7 separate regions of the Mus musculus genome follow, and regions 1, 2, 3, 4, 6 and 7 are each linked to region 5. A link is a contact called in public Hi-C data. All regions are on one chromosome and are shown on one strand. Each heading gives the region's core, a stretch centred on a gene start, on an enhancer-like site or on the middle of the called end of the contact. The rest is flanking DNA. Distances are from core to core; before and after follow the strand shown.

Region 1 (3,321 bases), core at 747-3,246, 690 kb after region 5:
TTGGAGAGATCTCATACTAGCAATTTAACAATGTACCAAACAGCTCTAGAACAAAAAGAAATAGAAACACCCAAGATGAGTAGATAGCAAGAAACAGTCAAACTGAGGCCTGAAATCAATTAAATAGAAAGAGACAAGACTACAAAGAGAATCAATGAAACAAAGAGTTGGTTCTTTGAGAAAAATCAACAAGATAGACAAACCTTTATCCTACTTTTCATTATTTTATGAAAAGATGAAGAGAGAAGGAACAAGACCTGTAAGTGCAGAAGTGGAACAGAAGGGATGTCACATCAAAACGTGCACATAAATTCTGCATGCAAACCAATTCGCAGGCACTTATATGTATATTTAACTTTTTTATTTAATGTGAATGGCAGTTTCATCTACTTTTCTGTGGACCACATGTAAAATGGCCATAGAAGCTAGAAGTGACAGCCAGACCCCTGGAACTAGAGATGAAGATAGTTGTGAGGCACCATCAGGTGTTAAGCATCAAATGTAAGCCTAGAACAGCACCAAGTGCCATTCACTGCTGAACCATCTCTCCAGCCACAAGCATTTATTTGAAGTGAATTCCACTTTCATATTTTCATTGCAAAATGAGGATGATAAAATGTATTGGTTTATGAATATTAAATAGCATACCAGAAGTCTTAATAAAATCTAAATTGGTCAAAATACTTTTCCCCCAAATCTACATTTGCCAATTTTTAGCAGCAATTAATAAAATTATTGAGACCTCATGTGAATCTCACTAAATTCAATTCAACAAAAATGTACTGTAATGCTTGACCTGTTGGTTTCAGTCTCTATTTTATGCCATGACTGAAAGACAAGGGAGGAAAGAAAAAAGGAAAAGTCATCTAAAGTCACAATGTTGGTCCCTAAGGACTTGAACTCATTCACATGTGACAGTGAGCTTTTAGAAGATGAGGATGTATGCAATAAAGTACCCCAAAAAGCCTAGTCCTGGCAATGAATGGCTTCTGTGCAGCTTAATGATGTTGGACATGGAAACAGGAAAAGGCTCATATAAGAGAACAAGCTGTTAATTTTCTAACTAGGGAAGTGGGATATGGTAGGAAAGCCCTGCCCTAAAAGCTCTGTCAGGGGTTCTGGGTACAGCTCAGTACCTCTGGGACCCACTCTGAGTTCATTACTCCTCATCTTTGTCCATCTGTGATGAGCTAACAGAATAACTCATACCATGCAAGTTAGAAAGAATGGAGGTTTATCTTAATCAACCTTTGAAAGTCCAAGACCACTGTAGCAGCATCTGATGAAGGACTTTAGGCTATTCCAACCCATGAGAGAAGGCAGAAGGGCAAGAGAAGACTACAGCAAGTGAGCTCTTGTTATGATAACCACATTTTGGAATAACTGTCCTGCTCCCATGGTAACCGCATTGATGATGACAGAGCCTTTATATTCTAATGACCTTTTATAAGGCCCTACCTGCCAACCCTGCTCCATTGGAATTATGCTTCAAACTCATCAACCTGGAGGCACACATTTAAGCTCTAACACCTTGCTGCATTTCTTTCTCTGCACTGAGCTACCATTCCTTTTTGGTGCCTTCTCTGACCACTTCCAGGATCAATGTTGTCCCAACCCTGCTCCACTCAAGCCTTCTGAGCTGAAAGAGAAAGCAAGGTGGGGCTCAATTTGACAAGATGAAATATCATCTGACTGGGAAGCAGGCCTCAAGCCACTCACTTTCAGTGGCATATCTACATAGCAGTGCTAGAAGACACTGTATAGCTCTTCTTACTCGTAAACTTTCAATGCCTGTGTCCTACAGTTTCCAAGTGACAACTGGGGGCTCAGCAGTCAAACCGATCCTGAAGAGGATCTGACATGACCACATCAACAGTTTCTATTGTGGGGAAGGTCAGGGACTCCTTCAGAAAATAGCTGATCTAAACAGAGCCCAAGGAGTGTCATGGTAACACTGCTCGCAAGCTGCCAGAGGTAGGGAGGAAGCACAGCCAATATGCCTGTGCAGCTGCCACATTTCAGAGCAGCACTCAAACCTCGTTAATATCATCTTGCTTAATACCGAGTTCCATAGATCATAAGCTATTTTTACTATGGGCTTAACAGATTTGTGAATTGTCTCTCTGCCAACACTTCCACAGTCCCATATAGAAGACAGTGCTATCTGAGAGCTTCGGGACCTTGGGCTACTTGGATGGAAGAAGCAAAAGAAACAGAAGGGAACCGGATACTAAGGGGCAAAGATTCTCACTAGGACCAATAGCAAGGAAAGCAGAGTACACAGGAAGAGCATGTGAAAGTGCACTGCACACTTCTCAGGAAACAATCATGCTGTTCCTCTCCAAAGACTCAACGATACACATGGGCAATAAGCTGGGAGAGCTCGGTCCTCTGCCTGCTCACCGTGGGCCCTCCTGTCTCAGTTCTGATCACAAGCTCTTCCAGTTGACGCATCTCCATTATCCTCACCTCTTATAACAGGCATGCATAGCCCAGCAAGCCTTGCACCTGCTTTGTAAAAGGGAAACACCTAGACACCATATATTACTGCTTAATATCCACAAGTGAGAGCTTTTGTGAAATGTCCTATTGCTAAGCAACGGACTCCCTCACTTGTACGGGAATAGGAACTCGAGCTTTTTGGTAAGAGCAGCCTGCACAGAACCTGGCACACACATCAGATCCCCATGACTGCTGTCTTGTGTCCATCTATAAGAGCCAGCATAGAAGCCACCTTATTCCTAATGGCCTCTCAAAGAAACAAAGGAGGCCTGCTGAGTGCTATACTGTGACTCCAAAACTCTCTCTCTCTCTCTCTCTAAGGCTTGGTCAGATGGGGGCAAGGACATCAGGCCTGTAAATAACTAGACAGGTAAAGCAGGAGGTTTCTACACTACACAGAATATTTGAAGCCCTTTGGGGGTTCTGAAACCCAATAAGCATGGAAGCATCATACCGAGCTCAGATACAAGCAACAGCAGTTTTATATTCACTATTATTCACTATTGAAGAATACAATTCTATGTGCTGTTTTGTTGAAACTCTGTCTAGTGAACTGTGCCAGGAAATTCAGGGAGAAGAAACAACAAAGGCATAACAACACAAAATAAAGTGTACTTATAAAACAAAGTTGCACCAGGTGTAATGATATGTGTTTTTAATCTCAGCTACTCAGGTGCCTAGGACAGGAAGGTTACTTGAGTCTAGAACTTCAAGAAATCTCTACAAAGTTAAACAAAATAAGAACATTAAATTCTAAGACTGATTCTAAAAGTAAGTGGCATACAGGGCTTCCCTGGACAGAAAAATAGGTTCTGGTCC
Region 2 (3,380 bases), core at 515-3,014, 530 kb after region 5:
TCTACACCAAGGCTAAATCTATAGGCTGCTAGCAGAGGGAGGATTAGTACCTCGCAGAGTGAGCCCTTCAATAAAAGTGGTTAGCCATGAAACTCTATACACAGAAAAAATACAATATATGGACTCAGCAAGATGTATCCATATAGTCTTGATTTCATATATATGCTTGTGTGTGTATGCAAGAGTAATAATCAAATAAAAAGGCGTGATCAATTTGATAATGGGTCATGAAAGTAGCTGGAGGGTAGCTATCTGGGAGAAGTTGGGAGAAGAAGAGGGAAAAGAAAATGAGGTAATTCTATTTAAATTAAAAAGTTATTAAAGATTTTAAAAAAGATAATCTTTTAGTTCAATTGCTATCATCGAAAAGCAGAATGTAAGAATAAGGCTAAGGAGAAGAGGCAACAGCCAACCCCACAAAGACTGAGAACAGGCAGTCACTCTTGGACAAGCAATGTTTCTCTTTCATCTCAGGTTGGAAGATCACCATTTTTTGCTTACTGTCCCTGGGACCAAACAGGAATTGGAGGCATCTAGATTTCATTAAAATCCAATCAACTGGCTTCAAGGAAGTGATGGTCTGGGAAGACCTGAATGAACCAGTTGTCAGCCAGCCTGCTGCTTTTAACACCCTACTGTGTGGACTTCTGTTTTCCTAGTCAGTCCACAGATATCCTTCACAGCTAATCCCAATACATACCTCAGGCTGGTTCTATTTCTTTGACAAAACCTCTGGGACATTATGAGGGCTTCTGTAGATCTTTGACTTTGGGTAGAAAACAAATCATAACAAATATACTGGTGTCCCAAGACTAATATGCTCTCCTACTACATTAACATTTTTCACCATGTAAGAAAAATAGGCCAGATATTTTTAAAGAACCATGACTTCCTCCTAAGAATGTAGGAATGTATCTCCCACCAGCTTCAACAAGGTGGGGGCATGAATCTCCAAGTGCCACAGAACAAAGGGGAGCAAGTTCAAAAACAAAATTCCTCCCCAAATCAGGCAAATTGTTTTGAACACACACACACACATTAACTTTATGAGTACATAGTGTTTATATATAATATATATATAATATATATTATATATACATATATATACATATATATATACATATATATATATATACACACACACACAGACACACACAAGAAATTTATTGAGAACAGTACTTTGTTTCAACAGCATCATTCTTCAGGACAGTATATCAGGACAGTGCTTAAAAAAAAAAACCCACAATTGTCATTTTCTAGCCAATGGCTACATAGTAGCACTATGGTTGACAAAAACTTTTAAAGCTAAGCACTTACCTCCTTCTGTTTTTTTTAAACTCCATAATATTTAGAATAATAAAATTAGATCCTGACTAATTGACATTTTTTTCCATTTTTTATTAATTGCTTTAGTTTTCCCAACTTTTTTTCTTGATCACAGACTCCTGACAAATATACTTTTTTTTTTTCCGCATTGAAATACTTACAAAGAGAGTAAAGGATTTAAGAGCGCGCTGTGACATCTTAGGGCTGAGACTGGTGAGAACCAGGTTTCAAATGCAGGCGTCCTACCTATTTTCCTCCTTTTGTTCTTTCCTCTACATATTTCTGCACAAAAAGGCTTAGAGTACATCCCCATCCACAGAAATATATTCCTTGTAAATACTTCAGGGATGCTTTTGGCATGGCTTAGAGACTGCTCAGGCCACAAGAATCCATGTAGGAATGCTGGTTAGCAGAGCCTGCCTTGTCTGCTTTTTGGTAATACTCAGTGAAGGCCAAGTGCCTATGAATCATGACAAAATTATTCTTACTCTCTTATCACCTCTCCCCCTTTGGTAAGTGATTGACTATTAGACACAGGAAGTGCATGTCACTGAATAAATTATGAAAAGTCAAGACTCCATCTGGGCTGGAACTGAGAGAGAGGGAAGATCATTCATGATAGTAATGGAAGCTTCAGTGAGCCCTGGAAGGAACATCTACTTAATCCCAAACATACCCCAATGCTGAACCTGTGCTGCAGGCATTGAAGGCTCAGGTAGCTGTGGTATACTCTGCTACACCGTGACCCACTACAAGTGGCTGCAGAGCTAGCCTGGACTGCTGCAGCATGGACTGATCAAAGCAGGTAAAGTGTATGAAGGGGCTGCAGGAGCTGTATTTAAATCTATCAGAAAGAGTCCCAGGAAGGAAATAAGTTAAAAAAAAAAAAAAAAAAACCTCACACCATAGACGATATTTAGAGAAAATGAGAAGAAAAAATAGCTTAAGGTACTGGTGAGCAACATCCCTGACTGAGAAGAAACAAGCCAAACCAGTAAAAGTGAAAGCATAATAGGAAAGGATGTGGGAAGAGAAGGGGATGGAGGGAGAGGGAGGGAGAGGGGGGAAGAGAGAAGGAAAAGAAGGGGAGGGGAAAGGAGCAGGAACTGTTATCTCTGGGGAAGTAGAAAGAACTATTTCCTCAAATGCTGACATTCATATTTAGAATCCTAACTATTCCTTTGTTTTAAACATACTAGGTCAAGGATTCATATATGCAAGGACAAACCACTTCCTTTAAAGCAAAAACCTCACCTTAGTTTTCAGCCTTACTATAGTTGAGATCTAGGTTTCACAGTGTCAGCTGTGAAAGATACAAGGGACTGATTTTCTAGAAAGAAAGGGGGAAAGAAAGAAAGAAAGAAAGAAAGAAAGAAAGAAAGAAAGAAAGAAAGAAAGAGGAGAGAGACAGAGAGAGTGAAGGGAGAGAGGGAAGAAGGGAAAGAGGGAGGGAGGGAGGGAGGGAGGGAGGGAAGCAAGGAGAAAGGGACAGGGGAGGGAAGGAAGAGTAGGAAGAAAGGAAGGAAGGAAGGAAGGAAGGAAGGAAGGAAGGAAGGAAGGAAGGAAGGCAGGAAGGCAGGCAGGCAGGCAGGCAGGCAGGCAGGAAAGAAGGAAGGAAGGAAGAGAAAAAGGAAGGAAGGAAAAGGAGGAGAGAGAGAGGAGTAGAGAGGTAAGGAGGCAGAGAGAGACCTGGGGAGAGAGGAAGGGAAAGACCTAGAGAGGAATAAAATTATAGTTTATATCTTTATAAATATAGCCATACGAACTGCATATATCTAAATATGTATATACATGTGTATAATGGGTATATATATATATATATATATAAAGGCACACATAATGATTCTTATAAAATTAATAAATATGCTAAATTGCATATTTAATACATCTACAATATGCTATGGTTTGGATCTAGAATGTCCCAAAGCACTGCATATATTCAGCACGCTCCTAAGGATGGCGCTGCTAGGCGAGCCACTGGACAGCAGAGCATACAGAATGAGGTTATAGCTTGAGAGCAGGCACTGGTTCGGGCATGCTGGGCCTTAGGCTCC
Region 3 (3,567 bases), core at 925-3,424, 640 kb after region 5:
GATTCCATGTCTTTCAGGAGTAAACCATTGTCAAACAATTGCTGAAAGTGAATAGCACCATCCTACAGTTTAGATCTGGATGGAAATGAAGCTGAGTTGTTCTGTCACACTGTTTTGACAACTGAGAAAACTAGCCCATTGTTTGGTAACTATTGTGATTACTGGTGTGTTTTGTCCATTTTCACACATTTCCACAACCTCCCTGATGTCCTGTTAACCCTATCTGGCTGCATGCCACCTTCTAGTCAGTGTTACTAAGACAAAACATCAGCATTAAGCCTGGTAGATCTTTCCCACCCACAGTCTTTTATACTGAGCATGCATGAAGACGATCTAGGAGTGCTGTTCAGAACAAAGCCAAACTTGAAAAGGCTCTAAGTAGTTAGGAGAAACCATTATTCTTCAAAGAGTGGGAAAAGCAGTGGTAGTAAGGGTGGTCTGATGCCACCTGCATGGTACCCATCATTCTCCAAGTCTCCATCCTCCCCTGGGGCTCCAGCTTTATTCTCCTTCCACTTCCAAAACCACTTCCACTTAATGGCATGATAATATGTGCCAAATTCGTTGTACAAAAGAATGAAGATTCTCTATAGTCACCAGACAGAGACTTAGCCAAGATTTGGACCTGGTCTCAGCTAGACCATGTTGAAGGATAAGACAACATGATGGCAGATGGCAATTTCACTATAAAACTAGTAATGTTTATATATGGATTAATTCAACCCAGAGAAATGTGATCAGAAAACAACAACAACAACAACAAAAAGCTTTAAATTTACCATTAGCAAAAGATTTCTCAGAAGAGTCCTCTATTTAATGGAATTATGTCTGCAGATCTATGAAATAATAAAATTATTAAGAAGCTAAGAGACCTGGTGTGTGTGTGTGTGTGTGTGTGTGTGTGTGTGTGTGTGTGTTTCAAATTATGCAATGGATGGAACACATAAAAATCTATATCAAAAATCTGAATCCAGGGCATGCTAAGAGAGAAGACCAACATTGTCAAGCACACTGTAAAAGCATCTTTACTTGATCAAACTTGTGCTTAAACATCAGGCTTTGAGTTATGTGTCTGTTCCCATAGGTTGCTTCAGAGACTTTCCTACATTTTAGGAAGGAGTCCTCATCATGCGTCTACTCCAGGTGTTTATGGATGGGAAATGCTCCAAACACACACCAAAGACCAAAGCAGCAAAGGGTCAGAGAGCAACAGCTACTGCTGCCTCTGTACTGAGATCATGCAAGCTTCCAAAGACATGATCACTTTTCCAGCCAGCCTGTGGATTTGGTCCTCTATACACAAGTCCCGATGCTGTGTAACTATGATAGGAACATTACAAGTGACTGATACAGACAGAGGAGAGACATAATTATCCTATTTTCATAAAAAGAAAAAGGAAATATCAAAGTACTAAGAGATATCTGAACTGGCAAACAAGATAACCTAGGTCAAAGGTTGAACAACCTAAAACTTAACAAGCAGCCCTGTGAGCGCTTGCTTGAACCTTTAGTCTAGGGAAGCCCAAAAGAGTCCAAGTTCATTGCCTCATGTAAGCAGGGGTACTGGAAGGAGTCAAGGGGCTGGGAGACTGGGATGTAAAGTAACTAAATAAATATTTTTAAATGAGTTTATAGACTGTAACTCTGTTGGTAAAAGTGAAATGTGGGATGGATCATTGAATAAATGTAGTATGAAGGAAACATGTCATGGTGACAATACTGGTGATAATAAAGTATTTCAAGTTGAAGATGCATACCTAGAACAAGGTGATCACCATATAAATGGGCAAGGACTGACAGAAGTGAGCACATTCTTTTTGATGTTACAGACACCATCATTTTATCTGACTTTACATGGAGTAACTGTGTTGAATAACCTGTGCACTTTAGGTTATTTAAAGTTCCCATCCCTACCTTCATTTTTTAAGCTAGAAACTTTGCCCATTCACTCTTCCCAAATCAGACTTAGTTTGATGAGGTGTTAACAGATTTCACTCAGACTTTGGGAATGGATGGCCTAGTAAAGCCAGGGAGAAAGCTCTAGTTCCAATCATTCAATGCAGTGGTACCAAGGTGAAATAACATATAGCAAGGGAATAAAGCTCTCAAAGGCCTCACAGTAAGTCTATGACTAAAGGCAGCATAATACTAGGACAAGAGAATGGCCTATTTTTAGTATGTGAGACTGTTTTTGAGAACCACCAGGACACTGAACCTTGATTTCTGTTCCTACTATACCTTGTCCAGTGATAAGTAAAAATCTTTCCCATGATCCCCTTTGACGAATGGGAACAGCCCAAGATGTGAAAGGTGAAGTTCACCTCTAGCCTTCAGAGACCCAGAGGACAGGAAAGATACATGGGAACAGAAAAGAAAGGCATTGCCAGGGCCACAGTGAACATACGGGTCAGCCCTGAGAAAAAGAAAGATGAGGAAGTCACCATTCTCAGCATCTATTGCAAACCACCAGCCTCTCTCACTTCCCTTGCCCACAGAGACGGCTTTTGCCAGTCAAGGAAGAAGTAGTTTCATAAAAAATGATCAGAGGAAGAGATGAGGGTGGGGTAGGAGAGTAAGATGTTTCACTGAAAGGGCAAGGCCAAGTGTTCAAAGGACATGGATTTATTCCTTCAACATCCCTAGACCGCTTTATAAAACAATCAAGTCAGAAACTATTAGCTGGGTTGATTTAGTAGACTCTTTGACCCAGGACACAAAAGGTTTAAGAAGATACAGAGAGGCGAACTTGACCTGACCAGTAAACATTTCAAATATGACAACTGCTTAGAGAGCCACACAAGAAAGTTGGACTGAGTAGCCGGGCTGGCTTTCTATAGTTATTAACTGCCATGCCACCACTAGTATCATTATGTAACACAGTAGCATATGGGGAACATTACGCGGTGTGTTTTCCAAAGCTTCTCTGTCCAAGTGGGTGAGGCAATGGCCTCCTTGAATCAAAACCTATTGCTCCTTAAGGCTTGCATAGCTGTCTTGATTAAACACAGCAGCAGGCTCCGGTTGAAGGGACAATTCTTCGCTTTGGAGGGGAGGTAGAAGAGGGTAATTGCCAGATGTTTGCAATTTTAGCTATAAAAAGATGGCTGCTTTCCATTCCTGAGTATGTTGAATCTTTTTTTTTTTTTTTCTTTCTACCCAAGCTATTGTGGTTCACTTAAATAGGCCATTGCGCTGATGAATCATCACTCAAAACTACAATAATGGAAGCAGAAAAAAATATGGCATTTTAAATTCCCATGTAAGAGGAATAAATTAAAATGTACAGGTACTACTTATGTGCTAGGCAACAAAAATCATGTTAGTGCTTAAGATGCTCGTTTGGAGTCTTAAGAGCTGTGCGTGGGTCTCCCCTTGACTACTTCCTACGATCACGGATAGGCACCAATGCCTTAAAGCAAACCTCAGGCTGGCTACCTGTGCAGTGGAGGTAAGAATTCCTCTCTGGCCTGATTCTCAGCAGGAAGTCTCTGAGGACATCCATTCCTATCCTGTCTTATAAGCCAGACATAGACCAGGGGAGGTGTGTGATTCCTTCTCAACTGAAAA
Region 4 (3,110 bases), core at 472-2,971, 670 kb after region 5:
CTTATCAAGCAGGAGTTGGGACAGAGGGTAGCTGTATCTCGTGTCTGAGACGCCAGTTACACCTTTCTGAATACACTGGTACTTTCTTGAACTCAACAGTTGAGAAAAAGCCAGGTGACTGTTCTCTTTCTTGCCTATAAAAAATGGGATTAACTGTATTTCTGGGATTCAAGTCTAGATACTTATTCACTTTAGCAACTACTCCCTAATAGTCTTTCTGATCATTTCTGAGCTAAACCTCTCTATTGAATCTTTTCTATTGAATACCTAGAGCATATCATTTCTTTTTTTTTTTTTTTTTTTTTTGGTTTTTCGAGACAGGGTTTCTATGTATAGCCCTGGCTGTCCTGGACCTCACTCTGTAGACCAGGCTGTCCTCGAACTCAGAAATCCGCCTACCTCTGCCTCCCGAGTGCTGGGATTAAAGGCGTGCGCCACCACGCCCGGCTTCAGCATATCATTTCTTATAGCAAACCTTGATTTTAAATGGAAAAAAGAAAACCTTCAATGTTCTAAAAGTCGGATTCACAAATGGGCAACAAAAATACTTTATAAGGAAGAGCTGTGTCTAGGTACCTGGTGATGTCTGTGTTGATGATGCCTTTGCTGAGCAATAGAGCCATCCCAGGGATCCAGGAGCCACCCAGAGAGCACCCAGACCTTCTCAGAACTTCTGAGGCGTTCTGGGAAGATTCAGGCTCAACACACAGTGTTGACGATGAAACCAACAGGTGCCAAAAATATCGACTCTCAGCAATCTGCCCCAGGTTCCACCACTGACTGTTTCTGTAACTAAAGACAACACACAGGGGAAGTCCATTCTCTCCGAACTCTGTCTTTCTGCTCATGAGGGAATTTACTTGGATTCCAGCTATAACAAAACTTAACCTTTCAATTCCCTCAAAGACGAAAGTAAAGAAACAAAGGTCATGAAACTAGAAACAGACCCAACACACCTTAAGGAACAAAAGAATCCCTGACCCCAAGTTTTCAGATCTGACCCCAAATATTCAGACTGTAACAATCTACACTTACAATGCCTAAGAGGCAAAAATCCCAGGAAATGCCTGCGGGACTATAAGAATTCCAGGGAACTCAGTCCCTCACCAACATCTTAAGTGAAGGAGGGACACTTGCACACCCTGGATCCTCTTGGGGACAGAGACCAGTGGAAAGCAGGGGAACAGGCGCTTGAGGCAGTAACACGTAGGGCTCAAGAGAAATCACTAAATCACTCATGCCCCAAAGAAAACGGCCAGAGACTCAGAACATAGAAGGAGTTTGGGAAACAAGATGAAAAATGGCAAGAAGATCCAGGATGCTGGTGGTTGCATCTGCTCCATCATCCAGCAGTGAACAAGGCTCTGCTCTCAGCCATCACAGGCTTCAGTGTCCTCTGCTCTAAGTGAAAATATTCTGTACCTGGATCAAAGTCAAGTGAAATAATGACTGCATGAGTGTGTGTGTGTGTGTGTGTGTGTGTGTGTGTGTGTGTGTGTAAAATATATACAGAAGGGAAAATTATTAACAAAGGCATTTCAAAGGAAAGTTATAAGTGAATATTCTCAAGCCAGGGTAACAAAAGAAAATTAAGTATAGCAATAATCTTACAATCTGATAGGTGGGGAAAGACGACGTTCAGAATTGTTACAAACAATGATGTCTAAACGAGAAGAGAAACCAGCTGAGACTGTCACAATCCTCTCAGTTCCTGTAGCACACACAACAATGGAAAGATTGCAGGGAGGGGCAGCATAAACATTTCAACTATGACACACCAAGAACATGGGACCCAACCCTGAGAAAATTACATTTGCACATAGGGATAATCATCTTAGCACGGGTGCTGTTGGGAGTATCTAAGGCTTGGGAAAATGTTCTGTAAACAATGGGCTGTCTTGCTAGCACAAGGACTAACACTGGATCCCTAGAATCCAGATGAAAGAGCCAAGCATGGTGGTACATATTTGTGACTTCAATGCCAGGAAGGTGGAGGAAGAAAGAGACTAGCCAACCATCTTAACAGAATCATTGAATTCCAAACTAAGTGAGAGCCCCTGTCTCAAAACAACAAGGTGGACAGCCCCAGAGGAGAGACATCCAAAGGCAGCATTGGCCTCCACGTGCAGAAGCTCACAAGTGCCAGCATTTTCAAATGCAGCTGGAAAGAACAGAATGTGGGTCACAGCTCCCATGACAACTGGCTCTAAGCAACCTCTAACTTCCCTCCAAGGGATGCACTGGCTTTTCAGGACTCTACAGATACCTTAACATACATGAAAACAAGCATGTACAGACAAGTAAGCAAGTATTTAAATTTAAAAAATGTGATTTTTCTAAAGAAGGCCTGCAGGTATTTGATTTCAGACTGGCCACTTAGTATTGGATAACCAATTGGGGCTCTTCCCTGGGACAGGCTAATCTCCTCCCCTTCTCAAAGGTCTTATTTGGCTGCAGTTATGCATCTAGGGGAGGGACAAATGAGATCTCCTCTTTCTGTATCAACATGTTTCCTGGTAGCATTACTCAGATCTTGTTTAGCCACATAAAATGGATATAGCAGGTTACATGCATATATTTATGCATTTTTCATCGTATGTAAAATAATAACAAAAAGAAGCAATCAATAGGACATGAGAGGGACTAGAAGAAAGACATAGAAGACAGAAAGATATATTTCAATTCAACCGTTTTTGATGGAAAATATTTTTACAAAGGAATTTCTAAGTAGCTCATGAAAGCAACTTCATCCTTTCAGTTCTACCTAAGAGGAAAAGGAACCGAGATGGGCAGTGAAATAGGACCCTGACAGTTCAAAGCCTATAGGTGCATTTGCATAGATCAATGATTCTCATCTGTGTGCAATGACAAACCTTCAACAAACCTCTCTCTCAAAAATATTTCTATTATGATCCCTAGCAGTAACAAAACTACAGCTATAAAGTAGCAATGAAGGTAACTTTACAGTTGGGGTTCACTACAGTAAGAGGAACTGCATTAAAGGGTCACAGCATTAGGAAGGTTAAGAACCACTAGCCTAGATGGAGAGAAATATAAAAGCAGATGTTATCCAAAGAGATGATTTTAGCATTCAACAGGCAAAGGCGGAT
Region 5 (3,542 bases), core at 849-3,348:
TCCTTAGTGAGCTTCAGAGAGAGGTGAGCAACTGCAGCAAGAGGGGAGGAGCCCCGATTCCCACTTGAAATGATTCCAGGAAGGAAAAAAAAATGTGTAACCACCTGACTTTGAAGCATCTTTATAGATCCCAAATGTCATCCATGTTCAAATGGATCCTTATAAGTGACAATCCATTGATTAGACAATTGGTCATGCACTGTGGCTGAGGACATGGGGGAGCACCATGGTTCTCTTGCTCTAGAGTTTGCTGAGGGGAAGCGAGCATGAAATGAAGAGTTCTGCCACTGACTGAAGTGAGTAAGAGTCTCCTGTTCCACTGCCTTGCCTCTAGTCATCAAAAGCAAGCGGCTGTGGTACATTTCCATTTCCTTTAATGAAGGCTAGAACAGCCCAAAAGCATTAGCTATAGAGTGTGATATTCACTTGCTTAATGTTTATTGAACTTGGCAGCAGCCATATAAAAGAAGTCGGGTCTAGGAGCTCTCAGGGAAATAACAATGAGCCTAAGGAAGATTCATTGTGGAAGTAGTTATCCGGCCACAGGGAACACACTGAGCACTGTGGGAAAAGTCACTGAGTGAGTTAGCATCTTTGCGTGAAGGCTTCCAAGGAAAGGTGGGGGCCGGGTGGGAAGGCATGGCAGATAGTGGCCAGATGGTGAGAAGGAGGCAGTTCCGGACACAGCCTTGAAACAGCGAAGTTATGTGGGAGAGTGAGAGCAAACTGACCCTGCCGTGCAGATAGAGTGGGCAAAGCGTGAGTAAAGACAAGGAACAAGAGGGCGAATCACAGGAAATACTGCTTGGTGGGTGGGAATCTGCGGTTGGCACCAGAAATGGCATTGGGGAATGGAATCGTCTTTGCCCATCAGGAGGCCACTCACGCTTGGTCAATTATTGGTCTGAAATTTCTCACCGAAGGCAATGCCATGCAGCCAGCCGCACTCTGTCACAAATCGGGGTCCTGCAGCCATATAGCGGAAAGTTCTTGAGTACAAAGTGAAGTTTGAGTATAAAGTGTGGTTCGTAGACCGAATGCCGCTGTGAGATGTGAGGTGATGCTTCTCATAACTGCATCAGGCAATCTGTGGGTTGGGGATGACAAGTAGGTTGGAGACACCTAATGTGGGTTGATACATGGGGTGGCAGACAAAAGATGCTTAGTAGAGACTAGAGAGATGGCTAATACCAACCTTTCTCTCACAAAATAAAACTAGAAGCTAGGGATGAGGGATCTAGGTCCTGTTTGGAAACTGACCAATAAAATTGGGATGACCATGAAACTAAATGTTTAGAACAGGTCTAGAACAGGGGACTACTATCTCAGACCTGATTTATAAGTAGCCTACTGTAGGCTGGACAGTACAGTGGGCTCTAAAACCACAAAGGTGTTGATCATATTAGGTTAGAACCTCTCCTGCAGCAGGGGTTATTAAATGTGGCTCTATTGAGCCATTTGGCCTGTCAAAAAGTGTTGGCATGCACCAATCATGTGGGACATGGTGTTGAAATGACTTTTGACCTACAAACTCTGTCTTCAGTCATAACCATGATGTTTCTATGTATTTCAAATAATGACTTCCACTGATGAATACTTGGAAAGCTTATGTGCAGACAATGGAGGTCTGCCTTTTATCAGCAAACTCTGACCCCATTATATTCTGGCTTAATGCTCTAGAGCAGACCTGTCTCCTTGGTTAGGCATTTCAAGGATCCTGGGGTCTGATCCTACCTTTGTCTCAGTTCGTTCCTGTCCCTTCTTTCCCATATCCCTTATCAACAAGTCGGGTGCTAACCTAGCAAAGGGGTGTGCTCTGTATGTAGAACAAGCCTCCTCCTTTTTGTCAAAGTGACAAAGTGACAAAGGATGCTTCAAGACTCAACTCAAAGGTATTCTTCCCCATGCTACGTCTTGATAACACCTTGCACATTTTACTTTAAATGCTAGCATGCCAATTAAGTCTACTGGACTGATTGTTCCTCAAGGCCAGAAACCATGTTTATTCATTGTTGCTTTTCTATATAGCGGACCCTTTTCTAAGTGAAGAGGCTAACTCAAGCTGCAGTGCAAACTATGACCACCAGATGGCAGTAGGTGGACATTTTGTCTCTCTCCCAGCATGAGGGAGAAGAAGGGTTTGTAACAAGTGCCTTTCATCTCTGCCCTTGCAGACAAACGTGTCTCTGAAGACAGAAAGAAACCTTTGACTGGCTAGTCGGATTCCCACACCCCCGAATAAGAATAACAGGTGGCCATTGTATTCTCCCTTTCCTGACAACTCTGTCCCTTAGGCTCAACTGTATTCCATGATGCAGGAACATAGATATTTCAGTTTGATCTTCACAAGGACAAGGTGACCGTCTTCTCAGGAACTGGGAGGAATGGTCACCAACACCCACTGATGGTCAGCGTCTGTTGAGGTCCCAGAGCTTCCTGCCCACATCCATCTGTCAGACCCGAGCAACTGACAAATGTCAGACAAATATCCAGTGCTGACATTTTTTTCTAAACGTTGTTATTGTATTTTTGCTTGACATGTAATAGGTATACATATTTTTAGGCACAATAGGCGTTAGATATAAGAATATTTTGAAAAATATAAATAAATAAAAATTAAAAATAAAAAAGAACATTTTGTGTAATAATCAGTATGGTATTTTATCATATCTAAATTACCTCAGCCATTTATAATCTTTTATTGTGAGAACACTTAAATTCTTCTCTTGTGGAAGGTGTTTGGAAATACACAGAGCAATACTCACCATAGTTATACAGTTGTGCTTATAGTGACAGACAGACCGTCTTCCTTTTACCCAGTTAGGCATAGGCCAGACTCTCCCTTCCTTCGCCTCCTCTCTGCACTGTCTGATTACCACTTTCCCAGTCTACACGTATGACATCAGCTTGTTTTGATTTCTCAAACGGGTGAGGTCATCCCTGTGGTATTTGTCTTTCTGGGCCTGTCTTGTTTCCCTTAGCTATGCCCTCCAGACTCATTCACAATACTGCAAAGTTAAGAAGTCAACAAGTCTTAATGACCAAATAATATTCTTCTGGGTATAGATAGACAGAAGTCATAAACGTTCCACTGATGGACCCTACCATTGATAACAATCCCAGGCTTTCGTGAAAATCACCAGCAATTCCCTGCGCATGTGTAATACTGTGAAGCTAGTGTCTTCCCTGAGGACTTGCCAGCTTAGTTGTTGAGCACAGTGAGACAGCCCTAAGCTTGAACTTTGAAGCAGCCTAGAACCAGAATCCCTGACTTCTTTGTGTTTGCTGGTCTCTGAAGTGCCCCAGAAACCAAGGGACTCTGAAGTGATGCCCAAGCCAACCGAACAGCTCTAGAGGCACGCAAAAGTCCTCTCAGCCCTAAAGTAAAAGGGCCAAGAGTTTCCCTTCCTCGTTCCTCTATCACAGCTAGCTTACACTCTTCTCTACCCTCTACTGCCTATTGGCATGGTAACCGGGATGCAGAAAACGGGGGAAGTGTCTATTACTCTCTCCATAATTCTTGACAGTCCAGCTCCACCAGT
Region 6 (3,547 bases), core at 798-3,297, 730 kb after region 5:
AGCTTCAACATGCTTTTTAGATATGAATCATATACTCTATTAAGGTTGGCAAGCCATGTGCTTTTGATGTTGGGAAGCCATGTGCTTCTGAGTCTTGGCTCTCCATTATGAGTCAGTATGAACACTAGCCCATAATTTGCAAAGGTGTCAAAATGTTAACAGTACAAGAGTCTTTCACTTTACTATAAAATAAAACAAAGCAAACATGGTCACCCCTAAGGTTAATACCACCAGTCATAGGTCTCATTGAACCCATAGACTCACTGACATGAAACAATAAAAAAAAAAAATCTTTTACTCAAAAATAGACAACTCATCTAATCATGAGAAAGCATTAAGCAAACAATAATCAGTAGATTCTATGATGTGCCAGGCCTTGAAACAAGGCACTTTTCATGTATAAAGGTCATAAAACATGGGAAAAGTCTGTACTAAGTTAAAGACATGAGGAGAAAGTACAGAAGAAAATTCCTAATTGAATCCTATTGCACAAAATGCACTAGTGAATAAGAACAAAATTTGTAGTCACAATAGTCATGCTTCCCCATGTCAATTTCTGAGCTCCAATAAGCAAACCTTACTCATGTGAGTTAGTAACATGAGAGAAAGCTAGGGAGGTACATACTGTTCTGTGTCTACAACTCATCAGCACCAACAGGGAAATGTGGCGGAACACACTCAAACCACCTCCAGACCAGTGAAAATGCCCTCAGGCAGAGAGCAGGGGGGATAGAGCATCACACAGTGTCAACTTAGGCTTTGCTTTTCTCATAAAAACTAAAAGCATTTCAATGATTCACTGAAAGTAGATAGTTAAATAGTTTTTGAAATAAATAAATAAATGGATGTGAAAAGCCAACATTGCCCCCATCACCATCAGAAAAATTGATCATTGTAAAATTCTCATTTCTACTAATTAGTAAAATACTTAATTGTTTGAGCTGGCAACAATCAAATAATGATCTTTGCACAGCTGGGCCTACTGGTACATACACACCTGTAAGCCCAGCTCACAGAATGCTGAGGCAGAAGGATTTGTTTGAAGCAAGACGAGGCTAAACAGTGAGTGTTTGTCTTGGAAAACAAAGAACCTTCTTTCCAAGCCTTGTAAGAAGGTTTCAAAGAGTCCATGGTCCTGTCTTACTAAAAAGAACCTCTCAACAGAAAAACACTAAGGCAACATATTGGCAGATTGGCTGATATTCTGTATGTCCAGTTGTTTTTGTCCCCACTGCAGAGGCTGGGAAACTAGTAGCCCTGCTTTGTAAAAAAGCCTTTTGAATGAATTATGAGAATTTGTCTTCCAAAAATTTCAATGACAGTTCACATTTTTATTTTTAAATTCAATTTACTTAACTCATAGAAATCAACCAGAAGGAAGGAAGGAAGGGAGGGAGGGAGGGAGGGAGGGAGGGAGGGAGGGAGGGAGGGAGGGAGGGAGGGAGGACAAGAGGAGGTGAGGGGAAGGAGGGGAGGGAGAAAGAATGGAAGAGAGAGAGAGAGAGGCAGAAAGACGGACAGGCAGAAAGAGAGAAAGAGGCAAAGAGACAGAAAGAGGCAGAAAGACAGAAAGAGAAAGGAAGAGAAAGGAAAAAACTGAAAGTTCACTATATTCTGCATGTCAGTAGATAGGAAGAATAAAAGCTAATACCATCATAGCTGAGTTTACAAGCTGAAGTATTACAATAAATAAAACAGTCTATTGTTTAGATCCCACTGAACTATAACTAAAATATCTACCTATGCACCAAATGGGCTTTTTAATCCTATCATTAGAAAAATGTTGTCTCTTAGAGTGAGTGAGTGCCATAGAAATATCATGGAGCCCAAAACAGTCCAGAGGAGCAGAGAAAACCATAATTTCTCCTTGCTAGCTCTTCCCCATTAGAAGCCCTAGTCAGAACTTCCTTGAGTAATCAGACTTTGAAGGAAAAGGTAGCCCTCCCCCCAAATATATTCACATATGGGGAGCCAAGCACTGTGCAAATAGCAGGCAGTAGGAAGAACCAATGAGCAGGCTCTCCCCGCAGATTCTGGAACCAACTTCTGCCCTGCCTGGAGAGCATTCTTGGAGAAGGATCTTTTCTGCGGATGCTGTTTTCCCCACAGCCACCCTGTGTGTGTCTGCCTGTCCTCCCACACTCCAGATACACGGGTCCAAAGGCAGTGCTGTCGTTTTTCTAATTGCCTAATTGCTCGGGTTGCCTCCAAGTCTTCATTCCACTAACACACATCCAAACTCCAGCCACCTGCGCTGCTCCCTCCTTGTCCCTCTTCATGGAGACTCTTCGTTCCTGAGTTCTGCATCTCTCCCGGAGTACCAGCTCCTGTGGCTTTTTTGTTTTTGTTTTTGTTTTTCTGAATTCAAGATGGCAGTTCAATGACAGGGTCTTTAAAACAGTGCTGTGCCTATAACTTCGGTTCTACCCTGACCCTCCTCAGGATTGGTTTCATATAGCAATTGGTCTCCTGGTTCTCACACCTACACACCTTGACTGTACTCCACTAAATATAACCTTAATTGGCTAAGCTGGCAATAATGCAAAAATAGCTTTAATAACCATCCTCTTCATTAACGGTGTAGCCTTAATGACGCATTCCTTACTTAGGACGTCATTGGATTCTTACACTCCTAATACATTGAGTACAAAAAAAGACTGGAAGCCCATTTAGGACACGAGGAGGCACAGTTGCAGAGACTGGAAGGGGCCTGTACCAAAATCTCACCAGGCATATTTGGCACTACTGGAGCCTGATGCCAAATATTTTCTTTAGTGGTACAGCATACTCTCATCACAGCACATGCTGAGAGATGTACAATCACTGACATGTTGATCATGGTAGTCAAAAACCTTTAATCTACATCAGAATTACAACAGTGTTTTGGATGGACTTAGAAAGGGAGAGAAAACATTAAAGGAGAAGGAAAAAGAAAATTTCCTCCAACTGATTATGGTAGAGACGATTAGTGGAAATAACTTGGGGAAAAAAAAAAAAAACGTGGGTGTCCTGGAAGACTCATCATTGTCGTCATTATAATTTCTAATCATGCTGTGTGGGCAGGTGTCCCTGTAGAAGAACCACCATTGGCACCCAGATTAGCATCTTCATCAGGAGACTAGAATGGAAGTCTGCAATTCTTAGACCTAGGAACCTACATCACAGATTCCCCTGTGCAATCAGCAAGCAGGCAGCCTGTGCCTTAGCAAAGACTGTTGGGTGTGCCAAAAGACGTAATGAATGCCATGTGCCTGTGAAAGTGCACAGTAGGGCAAGGTGCAGTAGGCTCCTTAGGAAGCAGGAAGCGGATCTCCAGCACCGAGGTCTCTCCAACAGCTCTAACTCACTCCGTGTCTTGCAATAAGTTATTTTCTTTGCAATTTTCTTTTCACTGTCATCTGAAACTTGAGTTCTGAGCTAAAGCTGGTTTTTGAAAGAATCATGGGCAAAGATCAGGAAGAAAACTGGTCAGCAGCTGAAGTTCCGTTCTCTCCCAGCCCTGCATAATTCCTCTCCTAGAGCAAGTCAGCTCTATCATTTTCTGTGC
Region 7 (3,424 bases), core at 922-3,421, 600 kb after region 5:
TTAGAATAATAATTATGGATACTGAATTTTATTAGAATTGATAAATGGCACTAATAAAATCCTAATCAAGTAGAAGAAGAAAAGATTTGTATACATGTAAGGGTAATAGGTTCATTTATGAGGACACATTTTTGGAAGTTAACATAAAATAAAGCTTAAATCCAGGTAGGGAAAATGGGGGCTGTACTAGCATCACCTTAGACAGTATGACCTGCACAGCAAGCCCATTCCAGGTAGTAAGGCAGGAGAATATGTGCACACAAGTCATGTTGAATATAAACATCGACAACATAGCAAATAACATAAAACTCCAAATAACACTGAGCGTAAGGAAAACTAGCAAGGTCTGACACACAGCCTGCGAGTTCAGCTTTCACTGTGTGTATAAATGGCCAGAGAACAGATTAGGGGACACTTGAACAGAAACTAGATGATCTAGATATCTAAGTACAACACAGTCATCAAGAAGGCTCAGGTTACTACCATATGTAACCACCGATGTGGGAAGCAAACATACAAATCTGTATGACTATATTATAAAATATTTAAAATTGTTTAAAAATCAGATATACTAGAAAAAAACATTGGATTTATTTTGTTTTGTTTTTTTTACCATTTTAAAAGGCAGTTTGTTCTCCCTTTAAAAATGTAGTTTTGATGTTTCATTTAGAAGTATCCCTTACATGTAAGTGCTTCTTCCTCGCCTGTCACCATGGCACCAAGCTATAGGAATCAGATTCCATAAGCAAATTATTAACTTTTGAATAATATAAAAATGTGACAACTTGGGTATCTCAGAGGAAAGAAAGTCTAAAACTGCAAAGGTGTATCCTGCAAATGATGGTAGCCTATTGGGCTCTGAAACACCTGGTGGTGTTGCTACACTGGGAGGAGTAGCTATGAGCTGTCAGATCTAACCCCTGCCACAACAGCCAAGGACAGTGTCTCTAGAGCCATTCAGTTTTACCAGGCTATCATCACCCCCACCCCCAAGTCATGATATAACCTTGCTCAAACGCTGGTCCATGTTCACAATCCATCAGGATTTCAGAGAGGAGTTATAAAATTCATACCTCTGGCTGGCACTTCCAAAGACGTTTAATGTAGTAGTTCTAAGGAAGGACCAATGATTTGTGCTTCTAAAAAGCCTAGGTAACTTCAGTGGCATTGGCTCCTGGAACATAGTTCAAGTTTCACTGAGTTCGGCAAAGTACCTTCCATCCTTTGGAGAACCCCAGGATTTGAAAGGTTCCAAACTCCTGTTGTATAGGGATTTCTTTTGTCTCGAAGTCTTTCCTTACCATTTTAGCATTATAATTTGAAACTATCCATTCACTATCCCTTGTCCACACACTGGAATCTGTAAGAAAGCCATCAAACCGATGGCTGTCCAAACTACCTCCTCTGGATTTGATTGGATGAGAATCCTGGGGATTGGAATAAATGTGTGGCATCAGTGTTTCTTTGATCTAGGGGACTCCACATGCAGCTAAAATGGAGAAATGCTGGGGTGGCTACACAGCTCATGGAAAGTATTCATTAACTCTGAAGGAAAATGCACTACAACAGAGTCCTCTTCTACCTTAAAACAGAGTGAATGAAAAAAATTAATTCACAAGGTATTGAGCCATGAAGCCATGACTAGGTGGTTGTTCACAACCTAAGTTTAGATTCTAGCAATCACTCTGTCTTCTCCCACCCTCTATAACGCAGTATGGAGGGGAATGTGTAATTGACCAGATTCTATGTGGCATTTCAAATTATCAGACCATCAGACATTCTCAAACCTGCCTGAACTCTTGGTATCCCTATCATATAGGGTGACTCAAAAGGCCCATAACATGCATATGAGTAAACCAAAATATCACAGAAATAATTTTAAAAATAAAGGTACAACTCTGTCTCTGAAATACCTCCTAAGTATATTCTCCTTTATCCTGTTTGTCTATAAGAACTTAAAGAGATGCACAGGCTGATGGTAATCCCAGAAGGATTAAAGAGAAAGAAAAACTGACTTCTTTAACAAAGAAATAATATGAAAACAACAAAGAACCTAATTCTAAGAAAGATGATGTAGGTTCTTAAGAAGCCAGCTGTTAACCTCTTAACCATCAACCACTGACTACAACCAAGGGTTCAGTTCACTAAGTTCAATCATCTAGGTTTCGGTTCCTACATCCTATACTGGGACTTGCATGCTAATGCAGCAATGGGGTGGGCACGAAAGGGGGAGGTACTGGAAGGGGATGCTCTGGAGGAGAAATGCCCTAGCTGTAGGAACTGGAATGAAGAACCTGCACAACTCTTTGTCATCATCTGTATGCCATAATTCTGATGTATAGATGAACATCCAATAGAAAAACATACTCAATGATAGATGTGTGATAAACCTACAAAATGTATGTTATCACAGAGATGATGGCAATAAATTCCTTAGAGGGTGAAAAATGGTAAGCGGCCTTTAAGAAGCTGAACTGTGCCAGTAGAGAGCAGACTTGGAGGCAAGAATATAACAAAGTCTTCTCTTTTCACTGCTGCAATCATCAATGCTTTCCCTCTTACTTCAAACTGGGAAAAGGGGGCACCTAGATCCTTCTCCTTCGCTCTCCAAAGACTCTTAAATTTGTTTTAAGTTCTTTAGGGGACAGGAAGCACCTTTGAATGCCACAGTGACAGTGGCCACACATGCATCTGAGAATGGAAGGAGAGAGCTGGTGGGCATCCTAATCGGGTAAGCCCATGAAATGAACTGGTATGAGGAGCCTATGTCTTCATCAGATATTTAGCTGAGCAGTGCCTTGAAACCATCAGAAAGTGCTGTGATGTGACAGACCAAGAAAATAAACCTTTCTCATCCATTGAATGACCTTCTCAGCCTTTTCAACTTATGAACACCTCTGTTCAAAACTGAAGCTAGGAATGTGTGGCTTCTCTAAGTAATGAAGCTTTTCCTCACTCTATCCAGCTCCTGTCTTTTAACTGACTAGGGGAGTTTGCCAGGCTCATCGATCCAGATACTCCTATGTGAATCTCGGTCTTCCCTCTCTCCCTCCCTCTTCTTTGTAACATGGTCTCCATCTTTGGGCTTGAACGTGTGATGTTCCTCCCTCAGTGCCCTGTGTGGACCGTTATGTTTCGTGAATCTCAGTCCAAGAAAGAAGTATATACATCAGTGTTTTCTTGAATCTCTTCTTTCAGACTTAATACCGTGTCTGGTTTCTAGGTCTGGCAGGATACTAGTAGCCTGGAAGACTCTTCTCAACGCCACATAACAGAACACACCAGATTTTGCAAGGTTCACAGAGTGTGGTGGCTCGTGAAATGAAGTTACATGGAGAGGGGACAGGATGTGACATGTGCACAATACCTAAGAATAGTCAGAGACCCACACAAAGACTGAGTGTCACAGAACCCTTAATATGCA

Evidence for each region. A called contact is a pair of places that touch in the nucleus more often than the background predicts.
Region 1: a contact with region 5 is called in a Hi-C map of myocytes, with 5 times the contacts expected there. The contact joins two enhancer-like sites. A contact is called at or near these places in 2 of 484 Hi-C or Micro-C datasets (bone marrow-derived macrophages and myocytes) and 2 of 115 datasets of contacts at active chromatin or transcription factors (bone marrow-derived macrophages and fibro-adipogenic progenitors).
Region 2: a Hi-C map of myocytes shows a contact between it and region 5, with 3 times the contacts expected there. The contact joins two enhancer-like sites. A contact is called at or near these places in 4 of 39 promoter capture datasets (3T3-L1-derived adipocytes, hippocampal neurons, liver and 1 more), 8 of 484 Hi-C or Micro-C datasets (the HPC-7 cell line, bone marrow-derived macrophages, cortical neurons and 5 more), 1 of 115 datasets of contacts at active chromatin or transcription factors (the NIH/3T3 cell line) and 1 of 9 other capture datasets (macrophages).
Region 3: a contact with region 5 is called in a Hi-C map of bone marrow-derived macrophages, with 8 times the contacts expected there. The contact joins two enhancer-like sites. A contact is called at or near these places in 1 of 15 datasets of contacts at CTCF or cohesin (large pre-B cells), 9 of 484 Hi-C or Micro-C datasets (the HPC-7 cell line, bone marrow-derived macrophages, cerebral cortex and 5 more) and 5 of 115 datasets of contacts at active chromatin or transcription factors (SST interneurons, bone marrow-derived macrophages, fibro-adipogenic progenitors and 1 more).
Region 4: a Hi-C map of bone marrow-derived macrophages shows a contact between it and region 5, with 13 read pairs. The contact joins two enhancer-like sites. A contact is called at or near these places in 1 of 39 promoter capture datasets (liver), 1 of 15 datasets of contacts at CTCF or cohesin (large pre-B cells), 2 of 484 Hi-C or Micro-C datasets (bone marrow-derived macrophages and liver) and 2 of 115 datasets of contacts at active chromatin or transcription factors (bone marrow-derived macrophages and large pre-B cells).
Region 6: a contact with region 5 is called in a Hi-C map of cortical neurons. The contact joins two enhancer-like sites. A contact is called at or near these places in 1 of 15 datasets of contacts at CTCF or cohesin (large pre-B cells), 2 of 484 Hi-C or Micro-C datasets (cortical neurons and pre-pro-B cells) and 1 of 115 datasets of contacts at active chromatin or transcription factors (bone marrow-derived macrophages).
Region 7: a contact with region 5 is called in a Hi-C map of large pre-B cells, with 4 times the contacts expected there. The contact joins two enhancer-like sites. A contact is called at or near these places in 2 of 39 promoter capture datasets (both in liver), 1 of 15 datasets of contacts at CTCF or cohesin (large pre-B cells), 4 of 484 Hi-C or Micro-C datasets (bone marrow-derived macrophages, embryonic fibroblasts, large pre-B cells and 1 more) and 2 of 115 datasets of contacts at active chromatin or transcription factors (bone marrow-derived macrophages and large pre-B cells).

The regions. Positions count from the first base shown.
Region 1 is chr16:24,568,541-24,571,861 of GRCm38.p6, reverse strand. The region is part of intron 4 of Lpp (LIM domain containing preferred translocation partner in lipoma); the gene reads right to left. Among named protein-coding and RNA genes, the nearest start is that of Gm24440, 160 kb to the right of the region's middle. Within about 2 kb of position 1,996, at least 29 of the 459 cell types and tissues checked have an H3K27ac peak or open chromatin away from gene starts, as enhancers often do. A contact at or near this core is called in myocytes, where this site is marked.
Region 2 is chr16:24,731,880-24,735,259 of GRCm38.p6, reverse strand. The region is part of intron 7 of Lpp (LIM domain containing preferred translocation partner in lipoma); the gene reads right to left. Among named protein-coding and RNA genes, the nearest start is that of Mir28a, 94 kb to the left of the region's middle. Within about 2 kb of position 1,764, at least 49 of the 459 cell types and tissues checked have an H3K27ac peak or open chromatin away from gene starts, as enhancers often do. A contact at or near this core is called in muscle stem cells and myocytes, where this site is marked.
Region 3 is chr16:24,619,083-24,622,649 of GRCm38.p6, reverse strand. The region is part of intron 5 of Lpp (LIM domain containing preferred translocation partner in lipoma); the gene reads right to left. Among named protein-coding and RNA genes, the nearest start is that of Mir28a, 210 kb to the left of the region's middle. Within about 2 kb of position 2,174, at least 72 of the 459 cell types and tissues checked have an H3K27ac peak or open chromatin away from gene starts, as enhancers often do. A contact at or near this core is called in SST interneurons, bone marrow-derived macrophages and pro-B cells, where this site is marked.
Region 4 is chr16:24,592,357-24,595,466 of GRCm38.p6, reverse strand. The region is part of intron 4 of Lpp (LIM domain containing preferred translocation partner in lipoma); the gene reads right to left. Among named protein-coding and RNA genes, the nearest start is that of Gm24440, 190 kb to the right of the region's middle. Within about 2 kb of position 1,721, at least 40 of the 459 cell types and tissues checked have an H3K27ac peak or open chromatin away from gene starts, as enhancers often do. A contact at or near this core is called in bone marrow-derived macrophages, where this site is marked.
Region 5 is chr16:25,262,502-25,266,043 of GRCm38.p6, reverse strand. No RefSeq gene overlaps it. Among named protein-coding and RNA genes, the nearest start is that of Tprg, 23 kb to the left of the region's middle. Within about 2 kb of position 2,098, at least 86 of the 459 cell types and tissues checked have an H3K27ac peak or open chromatin away from gene starts, as enhancers often do. A contact at or near this core is called in SST interneurons, bone marrow-derived macrophages, cortical neurons and 3 more, where this site is marked.
Region 6 is chr16:24,535,016-24,538,562 of GRCm38.p6, reverse strand. The region is part of intron 3 of Lpp (LIM domain containing preferred translocation partner in lipoma); the gene reads right to left. Among named protein-coding and RNA genes, the nearest start is that of Gm24440, 130 kb to the right of the region's middle. Within about 2 kb of position 2,047, at least 11 of the 459 cell types and tissues checked have an H3K27ac peak or open chromatin away from gene starts, as enhancers often do. A contact at or near this core is called in cortical neurons, where this site is marked.
Region 7 is chr16:24,658,003-24,661,426 of GRCm38.p6, reverse strand. The region is part of intron 5 of Lpp (LIM domain containing preferred translocation partner in lipoma); the gene reads right to left. Among named protein-coding and RNA genes, the nearest start is that of Mir28a, 170 kb to the left of the region's middle. Within about 2 kb of position 2,171, at least 24 of the 459 cell types and tissues checked have an H3K27ac peak or open chromatin away from gene starts, as enhancers often do.